Linked DNA regions of Sus scrofa: region 2 is linked to region 1. A link is a contact called in public HiChIP or PLAC-seq data. All regions are on one chromosome and are shown on one strand. Each heading gives the region's core, a stretch centred on a gene start, on an enhancer-like site or on the middle of the called end of the contact. The rest is flanking DNA. Distances are from core to core; before and after follow the strand shown.

Region 1 (5,196 bases), core at 594-3,093:
ACCTCATCTCCCTTTACTTCTCTCTGTTGCTCTGTGGTCCTTGGCACCATCGCCTCTCCCTGGGAATTGATAACACCGATGCCAGAACAATAGGTTCTAACAAGAGATTGTGCCCCAAACCTGAGTGAGTGGTTTCTCCCCTAAAATCCAGCTTCTACACTGGGAAGTCTAGTGCTGGCCAAAATCCTACCTGTCATCTTTTAGGTCGGACCACAGGCCATTCCCAGGCTTTGGAGGAAAGCCGCTCTCCTCACGCCTGCCTGGGGCAGGGACCCGCACTGCAGTTTTCTGGATCTCTCCCCCTCGCCATGGTCTATGGGTCCATTACGAGGCAGGGGCCCCTCCGAGTGAGACCTTCCCCCATGGGCTCTGCATCCGTCCCCCCAGCCCTGTGCCCAGTGCCTTTCCCTGGGGAATCAGAGCATGGGGACAGGGATGTCCCTTTCTGACCGTGGAGGGCACTGTTGCGGTCAGGAACAAAGGCTTGATGGTTACGTCTGCTCTGACTCGGTGCCCTAGCCAGCCACCGCAGCACCGGCAATCACTTTCCTGCACCAAGCCCAGTACCATGTGGTCTGGACCATCCACCCCCACCCTTCCTCCGTGTCCCAGAGCAGCCGCCCTCGAGCACACCTGGAGGTCACGTCAGACATAAGAAGATGGGGAGCGGAGGAGGAACAGAGACTGAGTGAGTCTTTCTCCTAGTTCATCGCTTTCTGTTTTCTCCTTTCCCACATATTTGGGGCTGGGACTCCACCAGGAGCAATCCAGAGAATCGAGCTGGAGTGACCAGCGGTCTCTGGGCTCCTGGCCTTCTAGGACTCTCACTGCCAGTGAGGCAGTAGGCTCTGGGGGCTCTGGAAAGATCTATTCAGCCCACTTCAGTGGAAGCGTTGTCCCTCCTGCAGCTTTAATGATCACTATTCAAGTTTCTAGAAACTTCTACGGTGTGCCTCTCTGCACAGGCCTCACAAAGCTATTATCCTCAAGGCTTATTTGGTTTAGGGGAATAAAATTAACTTTTAAATGCAGTCCCAACTTTTCCATTTCCTACTTATCTGGGTTGCTCTGGCCACGCCTGAGCTCACAGCTTTCAAGCAGTCAACTTTCTTTCAGGGGAAAAAAGTCATCAGAAAACATTCACCCATCTTGCCCTGCTCTGACTAATTCCGAAACCATAGGGGCTTTTTTGGAGCTCTGGGGAATACAGTTTGGTGGTCCCCTCTCAGCTCCGTCCTTCTCTGTGTGGGTGCCCCTCCCCACCCAGAGCCAGGAAGCAGTGGGTGGATTGGACACCCCAGGCGGTGGGAGGCCCTGAGGTTGAGTCACCCAATTCGGTGCTTCTTGGCAGCATATGTTCAGCTGTTGCCACTGCCCCTGGAATGACTCAAGCTCTATCCCATGATGCCTTGGTCCCTGCAGAACTCTGGCCGTCCTCATGCCAGGACCTTTGTTCCCAATTTTTCACCCACCTCCCACTCTGCCAGTGACTGGAACTTCCCACTGGGGGTTGCAACCACAAGCTAAGAACTGCTGACCTAAGGACCAGCTATTTTTGCTTTTGAAGAGTCTCAACCCAGGCAAGGAAGTATTTATATTTTGGCATCGGAATGAAGAGCTGAGTAGTCTTCTGGGGGCATGATGGGTTATTCTGTGAACTCTGGGAATTAGATATTTCCTCAGCTCCTTTGCTGAAAGCTCCCAAGACATCTTGTGCTAGGGAACAAAGGGACAAAGATGGGACGTCTGAGTTTCAGGGAAGGAGAGAGTTAAGAGGTGGCCACTCCGCTGTCATTGCCTTGAGGCAAGCGGAGAGCTATCCTCCATGACTCTGGGAGATTCAGTGTGATGCTCTTAGCTCACAGACCTCAGAGGTAAAGCTTGTACTTAGAGATCCCACAGCCATCCCACACTCCAGGACCCTGTCCACTTCCACGATATCCGAAGCCCAGCAGGGTCCTTTCCGTGGGTTTTGCCCGGAAGTCTCAGCTGGGTCCGACCCCCACATCCATCCTGCCTCGCCGTGCTACTGATGATCATGCTGAGCCGCATCTTGCTGCATGAAGCCAGAGAGCTGCGAAGAAAATGCTCGACCTAAGTCAGTTCCTCCTGCGGGCAGCTTCCGCCAGAGGCCCATTGCATGGCATGGTGAGAAGGGCCAGCTCAGTCAGGGAGACACGGGACCCTACAGGCCTCTTCAGGGGTCTGTTGACATCTCCACTTCCTGATTCCAGGGTGTGAGGCAAGGAGAATGGGTAGAATTTTCTGGATGGGGCTGTGGGTGAGGTGGTTCCTCTTCCAAAGGCCACGTCTCAGCCATCACACCTGCTCCTAAAGATCAGGTCAGGAGTGATCTGATCTTCGCAAAACCAGCTGCTCTGTCCTCTGCAAACCACTTCACTGCATCCATCTCCCAAGACCAAGGAAGAGGTCATTTTCCCTTCATGCATTTCGCCGACCACCTGGCTTATATAAGACTTAGAACAAGGACCCGTGAGGGCTATTAGTGTCGACAGAGGTTAACACACCTCACGGGTGGGGAGGATGTGCCTCGAGGACAACGTAGTGCCAGCATCCTCACGGTGGAGGAAATACCACTCACCAAAGTGCCGGCATCTGGGTGGAGACAGAGCCGGATGGTTCCACAGCCCCTGTCCCAAGGCTCCCGGAAGACCAGGCGGCGAATCCCACGGTGGAGACGGCTGCCAGGCTGACCCCGTGGGGAGGGACCGCTCAGCATCACTCCTTTTGCTTGTCTGTGTCCTGACCCCTCATCTTAGGACACTGACTTTCTCCCCAGGTCCCCATCACCACCCCTTAGAGGCAAGTGCTCTCCCAAGTCCCCTCCTCGGACCGATTTCCTCTGACCCCTGTCAGCAGCGTCCTGGAGCTGCTACGACAAATGCCCACGCACTCGGTGGCTTACAGTAACACACTTATTCTCTTACAACCCTGGAGGCCAGAAGTCCAAAACAGTATCACTGGGCTGAAATCAAGGTGTCCTCGGATCCCACTCCCTCTGGGGGCTCAGGAGAGAAGCCATTCCTGGGATCTTCTGGTTTACGGTGGCTGCTGCAGTCCTTGGCTTGTGCACCCCCCCCCACTCCAGACTCTGCCCCTGCTTTCCCTCTTCTAAGGATGCACGTGACGGCACTTGGTACCCATCTGCGTATCCAGGAATGTCTCGCCAACTCAAGATCCCGGATTAAATCACATCTGCAAAGGCCCTCTCTTTTTGCACATAAACTAACATTCACAGGTCCCAGGGTTTAGCGTGTGGAGATCTCTTGGGGAGCGATTTACCAGCTTTCCTCAAACTCCGAATCATCTACTTTCACCCTCAGGGCCTTTCTATTGAACTGCAGATCTGAATTTCTTTCTTTCTTCCTTTCTTTCTTTCTTTCTTTCTTTCTTTCTTTCTTTCTTTCTTTCTTTCTTTCTTTCTTTCTTTTTAGGGCTGCACCTGCGGCATATGGAAGTTCTCAGGCTAGGGGTTGAATCAGAGCTGCAGCTGCCAGCCTACACCACAGCCACAGTAATGCTGGACCCAAGCCGTGTTTGCGACCTACTCACAGCAATGCTGGATCCATAACCCACTGAGTGAGGCCAGGGATCGAACCTACATCCTCATGGACACTGTGTCAGGTTCTTAATCTGCTGAGCCACACCTGGAACTCCCAGGTCTCAATTTCCACTGGTCCACCCAACACTCGAGGTCCAGGGGAGAAAGGGCTGGCCCTGTCATGACCAGTCCCTCCATACAGCTGCATCTGCTGTATTATTATGAGCCCTGGGGCTGCAGTGACACAGGAGGATGAGGCAAGGCCCTGCTTTGTCTCCGGGGCACTCAGTCAGTGAGGAGGGACTGACCACAGCTGGGAAGTTTGGGGCAGCAGCCCAGGTACTTGGAGAATTCAGCAGTTTCCTCGCTTTCTTTTTGCAGTCACCCACAGCGGTCCAGGGGCTGGGACGGTCAGCAGATGCTGGTCTGTGCAGAGTGTCCCAGGTGGAATCATTTCCGTGCTCTGACACATCTGGAAGGAGGGCCTCTCATCCCAAGGGTGACACACTTGATATAAGACACATACAAGGCACTAGAGGAACATGAGATCGGGGGGCAGCAGCAAAGCAGTGACGGAGTCTCTGTGTCAGGAAGGATCAGCCCGTGGTGGGGCTCCGCCCACAGGAGCATCGGGCCAGGTGGGGCCTCTCCACGATCGCTGGGCACAGGTGTTGTAAACGTGGATCCCCTCTGGCAAGTGCTGGGTGACATCTGGACCTGCCGTTCTGCTGGCTCAGCCATTTGCCAGGAAATGAAGTATTCCTCAAGGAACGGCTTTGCGCATAAAAACGAGGGCGTGAGAGAGGTCCCAGGGCTGCGGAGAAAGTTCTGTGAAACTCTACAGCCCTCAGCGACTTCTGGGATTTTAGAACAGCTGTCCTGAACAGCCCTTAGGAAATTGTCTGAATTTACATGACAAAAGGAAGGCCCCTGGAAGCCCCATCAGGACCTGGCATCCTCAGCCCAGCTTTCTCTTTTCTTTAGCAAGAATCTAACGTTCCCTCCAAAGGAAATGGGAAATTCTTATGAAAAGCCTCACTTCGATTGTTCCTGAACCTTTTGCACGAATATGACCAAGATGTTTGCTGTCCAGCTTCACCTCTTCCTGCTTCCTAAATTCTAATTCATTGCTAAGAGAACCCACCGCAAACTAGCTCCCCCACTGGAAAAATCACCAAACCCACAGGGCTGAAACGTAGTCATTATTCCATCTGCTTTCAATTCCGATGGAACTCTGAGGGAAGCAGGCCTGCTCTTGCATGGTTGGCCTCTCTGCTCCCACCTTTCCAGGAGATCAGCATTAAAACCCTTGTAAGGCAAAGCTTTTCCTCCCTGCTTGCCTCTGCTGACTGTGCAGCTGCGTTGCCCAGACCTGGGATGGTCCCCCTGAGAGGGAAAGCCCAGATCTGTGTTCCACCCTAAAAATCAAAAACGCACACCTAGAGGGTGTTCCTTGTGTCCAGAGGAACTCTATCCTACTTCTTTCTTCCTCATTTAATGTTTAATGATCCTAAAATAAATCAGAGTGTTGAGGAACAGAGCCGATTTCTAGATCGTGGCTCTTCTGCCAGCCCTGCATTCATGTTCGTACAGGCAATTACAACAAGCGGTAGGAAAAAGGGACTCGCCCCATG
Region 2 (4,650 bases), core at 665-3,164, 250 kb after region 1:
GCGGGGGGGAGTGCTGCTGTAGCCTCCGATTTAGCGGTCACAATTTGGGAACTTGGTGGGGTGGTCACAGGACACTCTCAGGGCTAACCTGACCACTTCCTGCCACGTGCCCAGGCAGGGCACCACCAGAGGGGCTCTGGGTTCCAGGTTCTGGGTTCGCTCTTCACAGCTTTTCCTAGGTGTGGGGAAAGCCTAGGCTTTGAGACACTCAGACCTGGGTTGGAATCTGACCTCCCCTCTTGAACTGCGTGAACGTGGGCGAGCGTCTTAGCCTCCTGACCTACACAACCCAGTTAATATGCGTAAGTCAGACACCCGATACAACAGACACCCGATACAACAGACAACAGACAACAGTGTGCAGCCCAGGCGCCCAGGCAGTGCTCACCCAGTGGCACCCAGTAGGTCTTCATCGAGGACCAGTTCCCTTCGATGCTCCTTCCTAAACACACCTGAGACTTCCAGAAGGGCGTCTTCTGAGAACAGAGCATAAAACTTTACTGCCTAATTCCTTCCCTTCTCCAGGACCCATTTCTGCTCCATTCCCGAATCCTTGCTGGTGAAAAGCTCCTGAATAGGCTACGTTGGGGAAAAGCCAGAGCCCGCGGGCCTGGGCCTCCCATGATCTGAAGTTTCCCAAGCCCCGAAAGCCCGAGGGGTCTGATGGCTTTAGAGCCAAGGGCTTCATTCTTCAGGAGATTTTTTCCCTCTTCTTGGCTGACCTCTCTGATTAGAGCTCCTTCTAAGCCCTTTTCAAAATCGAATTCCTCATGCGTTCAGACGAGGGAAAGCAACTTGCCAAAATGAGTTTGCAAAGCCTAACTTCCTGAGCACTTGACCTTGGGGTGGAAAGAGGCCACTGGATCCTGTTGCCCTTTGAGTGGATGCGGACTGTTTCCTGGTCTGGGACGCATCCTCCCGGGGGGAAAAAGCAGGCGTGACCTCGGGCCAGCGAAGACGGGGCAAGAGCTGAGCGGGGCTGAAAGCCGACCTCTCAAAACACAGCAAGGGCAGGGCCGACAAAGGGTGAGAGGAAGAGCGGAAGGGCGGCCCCAGAGCAGCCGAGCTCTCCTCGAGGACACAAGGATGAAGCAGCCCTCCCCTCCCTATCCTGCACCCCTCCCCACCAGCCCTCCTCCCCACAAGGCGCCTCGAGCTCAGTCCATCTGCCTGGGCGGTGGGGGCACAGCTCTGTTTGGAAGACGCCCATCCGTCAAAGTTAAAACCAAGGGCATCTTCCAAATATGCATGATTATTGAACAATACTGATTCCACAAGCAGTTTTGTGGTTTTTGCTTTTTGCTTTTTGGTTTTTGCTTTTCAGGTCTACACCCGAGGCATGTGGAGGTTCCCCGGCTAGGGGTCTAATCAGAGCTACAGCTGCTGGCCTACACCACAGCCACAGCAAGGTGGGATCCAAGCCGCATCTGCAACCTACACCACAGCTCACAGCAATGCTAGATCCCTAACTCACTGACGGAGGCCAGGGGTCGCACCTGCATCCTCATAGTTCCTAGTTGGATCCGTTTCCACAGCACCACGACAGGAGCTCCCGCAGGTCAGCTCATGAAAAGGCCAGTGGCAGCTGGTTCACGTGACCATTCTGGGCTCCCAGAGCTTAGAGCAGGGAGCACAGACCTCCCACTCTGGTGGGCAAACCACGAGGATGGGTGTGCAAGGATGAGCGGGGAACGCAGGGAGTCGGACGTGGGGCCTGGACAGTCAAGAAATGCTTTTCTGATGGAGGCCAGTTGAGCTGAGACCCAAATGGAGCAGGATTCGAGCAAGTGAGTACTTGCGGGGGGAGGGTTGGACATCATTCAGCAAAGGGCTGGAGCCCGGAGAGCAAGAGAGCAGGCGGCTGAGCTTGGGAGGCTGGCGGACCGGCTTCCTGGGTGTGGTTCTGACCCCAGGAGACCCACGGCTCCGGGCAGTGTGTGTGCTCCCCACCCCCCTGGATGGAGGACCGTCACATGGCCCTGTGTGCTCAAGAGCCAGCAGGAAGCAGGGTCAGGTGACATCTCCGCAAAGGCCCTATGACTTCCCGCCCAGGAGGACAACCCACAGCCAGGAGGACGTCTCCCCAAATGGGAGTTTTCTTGATTTTTCAGATGCACTTGGCATGTGGTGCAAATGGATGTTCTGGTAAATTACAGACAGTTTATTGAACAGGACTGGGATTTGGGGTGGGATGTGACGTGGGTTCAGCTTCCTAGATGTTCAGCTCAAATTCCCGCTGCCCCAGTCAGCCCAGGGCCAAACCAGCCCAGAGAATTTAAACAGAGGAAAGGTCCGGAAGGGTTTAACGGCTGCCTGCTGGCACGCTCCCCAGAGGACCCAAGAGGGGCGGGGAAGGACCACGGGCTTTTCAGGACTAAGCCTGCATCTGCTTAGAAGATGGCACCTCCAGACACTACAGGATGCCCCCTGCTGGGCCAGGGACAGCCCCCCCGCTGACCCATCACCCCGGGGTCCCTTCTCTGAGCATAGATGAGGTGAGTCCTGGCCCAGCCCTCAGTAGGATGGGTCTGCCCAGCTAACCCTGGAGACGGGGTCCACTTCCAAGGCCATCTTCCACCAGAGTGCTTCCTGAGAGCATGGCCAAGACAGCGGGCCTTCCTTCCTGGCGTCTGCCCCTAAATCCCAGAGGAGGCAGGGTCTCCGCCACCTTTAAAACAAGGAGGCGAGCACGGCCCTCTACTGCCCTCTGGTGTCCGCCCTCCACAAAATTTTCTGGAGGGTCCCTGCGGCTTAGAGAGAGGCTCACAGCTGGGGAGGTAAGCGGTCTCTAACTCACGCTGTGACCTTGAGAATATGCCACCCCCACTCTGAACATCAGTTTTCTCCTCTTTAAGAGACAGGGTGGAACCACACAGCCTTAGAAAAAGAAAGCCAGCTCCAGGCAGATGAACAAGGAAGGGCAGTTACAGAGGCAAAGGCGAAAAGTTAGGGAGCCAGAGGATACCAGCAGGGCCCTGGGAGCCCTGAGAGCTGGGGAAGGGGGGCAAAGGTGAGGCCCAGACAAGCCAGGAATGCTGGTCGGGGAGAAACAACCCAGCCCAAGATCCTGGCCAGGAGCCACCAAGCCCCGCTGCGCCCCTACCCTCCTTTATCTCTGTCCCCTCCTTGCTCCCCCTAAATAGCGATCTTAAGAAATCAAGGTATTCTAGGAGTTTCCTGGTGGTCTGGCAGTTAGAGGTCCGGTGTTGTCACTGCCGTAGTGTGGGTTTGATCCCCGGCCCAGGGATTTCTGCGCGCTGTGGCAAGGCCAGAAGAGAAAGAAGGAAAGAAACTGAGGTATTCTGAACTGGGTCCTGCCCAGCAAAGGATGTGACTGACGCAACGTCAGAACTGGAAAGCGGGGAGCTCCCATTGTGGCGCAGCGGAAACGCATCCAACTAGCATCTATGAGGATGCGGGTTCGATCCCTGGCCTCCTTCAGTGGGTCAGGGATCTGGCGTTGCCGTGAACTGTGGTGCAGGTCGCAGACGTGGCTTGGATCCTGCCTTGCTGGGGCCGTGGTGTAGACCAGCAGCTACAGCTCCGATTCGACCCCTAGCCTGGGAACTTCCACATGCCGCAGATATGGCCCTAAAAAACAAACAAACAAACAACAATTAAAAAAATAGAAAGTGTTCTCATGATTAGAGATAGCAACATGCCATTTACTGATTTTGATGGTTAGACTGAAGTTTTGTAGAAGAGTGTCCTTGTTTGTGTAAAATACACACAAAGTCTCGTGTCAGCAACTTCCAAATCAGGGGGAGAAGTTCTTTGTATCACGGTTGTAAATTTCTGCAATTTTGAGGTTGTTTCAACAATTAAATTTTTTTTAATTCTAGGAGTTCCCATTGTGGCTCAGTGGGTTAAGAACCCAGCATAGTCTCCATGAGGATGTGGGTTTGATCCCTGGCCTCCTTCAGTCGGTTAAGAATCTGCTATTGCTGCAAGCTGCAGCCTAGCTCACAAACGCAGCTCAGATCCGGCGTTGCTGTGGCTGTGGTGCAGGCCAGCAGCTGCAGCTCTGATTCGACCCCTAACCCAGGAACTTCCATATGCCTCAAGTGCAGCTATAAAAGAAAAAAAAAATTCTAGAATTTTCTCTTAAAAATTCCATACACCCTTTGACTCAGCAATTCAATTTGGGGATTTTTACCATGTAGATGTATTTGTATTTGTATGTATGTACAATACTATGTACATATGTACAATAATATTTATGTATCATCATAGATAGCATGTCAATGAGACTAAGTGTTCTCTGCAATATATTCCTGGCAGAAATATTTTAAATAGCAAAAAAAAAGTTAACTTCCGCCGATAAGAAAGTAGGAAAATACTGACGGTGAATGCATGCAGTGGCTACTGCGCAACAACCAAAAAGAACGAATCAGGTCTATACTCACATCGGTTAATACAGAGCGCTCGCCACAGGGCAGACCCCATCCGAGTGCTCTGTGTGTACAGATTCAGAACAATCCAGTGGTGCAGCTCCTCCATGTGGAAGGGAGAACTGAGCCTGGGGCGGGGGGATTAGTTCACAGCCACAGAGACACAGTTGGCGGGTGATGCGCTCAGCTGGGAGCCCAACCCCTGTAGTTGGTTCCAGCGTCCGCATGCCTGACTACACACGGTAATTCGGGAAGATTA

Evidence for each region. HiChIP or PLAC-seq counts read pairs in DNA pulled down with a chosen protein or histone mark.
Region 2: a contact with region 1 is called in an H3K27ac HiChIP or PLAC-seq map of skeletal muscle. The contact joins two enhancer-like sites. A contact is called at or near these places in 1 of 47 Hi-C or Micro-C datasets (embryonic fibroblasts) and 1 of 2 datasets of contacts at active chromatin or transcription factors (skeletal muscle).

Annotation. Positions count from the first base shown.
Region 1 is chr15:136,914,053-136,919,248 of Sscrofa11.1, forward strand. No RefSeq gene overlaps it. Among named protein-coding and RNA genes, the nearest start is that of MIR7141, 73 kb to the right of the region's middle. Within about 2 kb of position 1,844, at least 14 of the 83 cell types and tissues checked have an H3K27ac peak or open chromatin away from gene starts, as enhancers often do. A contact at or near this core is called in skeletal muscle, where this site is marked.
Region 2 is chr15:137,166,402-137,171,051 of Sscrofa11.1, forward strand. No RefSeq gene overlaps it. Among named protein-coding and RNA genes, the nearest start is that of MLPH, 12 kb to the right of the region's middle. Within about 2 kb of position 1,915, at least 16 of the 83 cell types and tissues checked have an H3K27ac peak or open chromatin away from gene starts, as enhancers often do. A contact at or near this core is called in skeletal muscle, where this site is marked.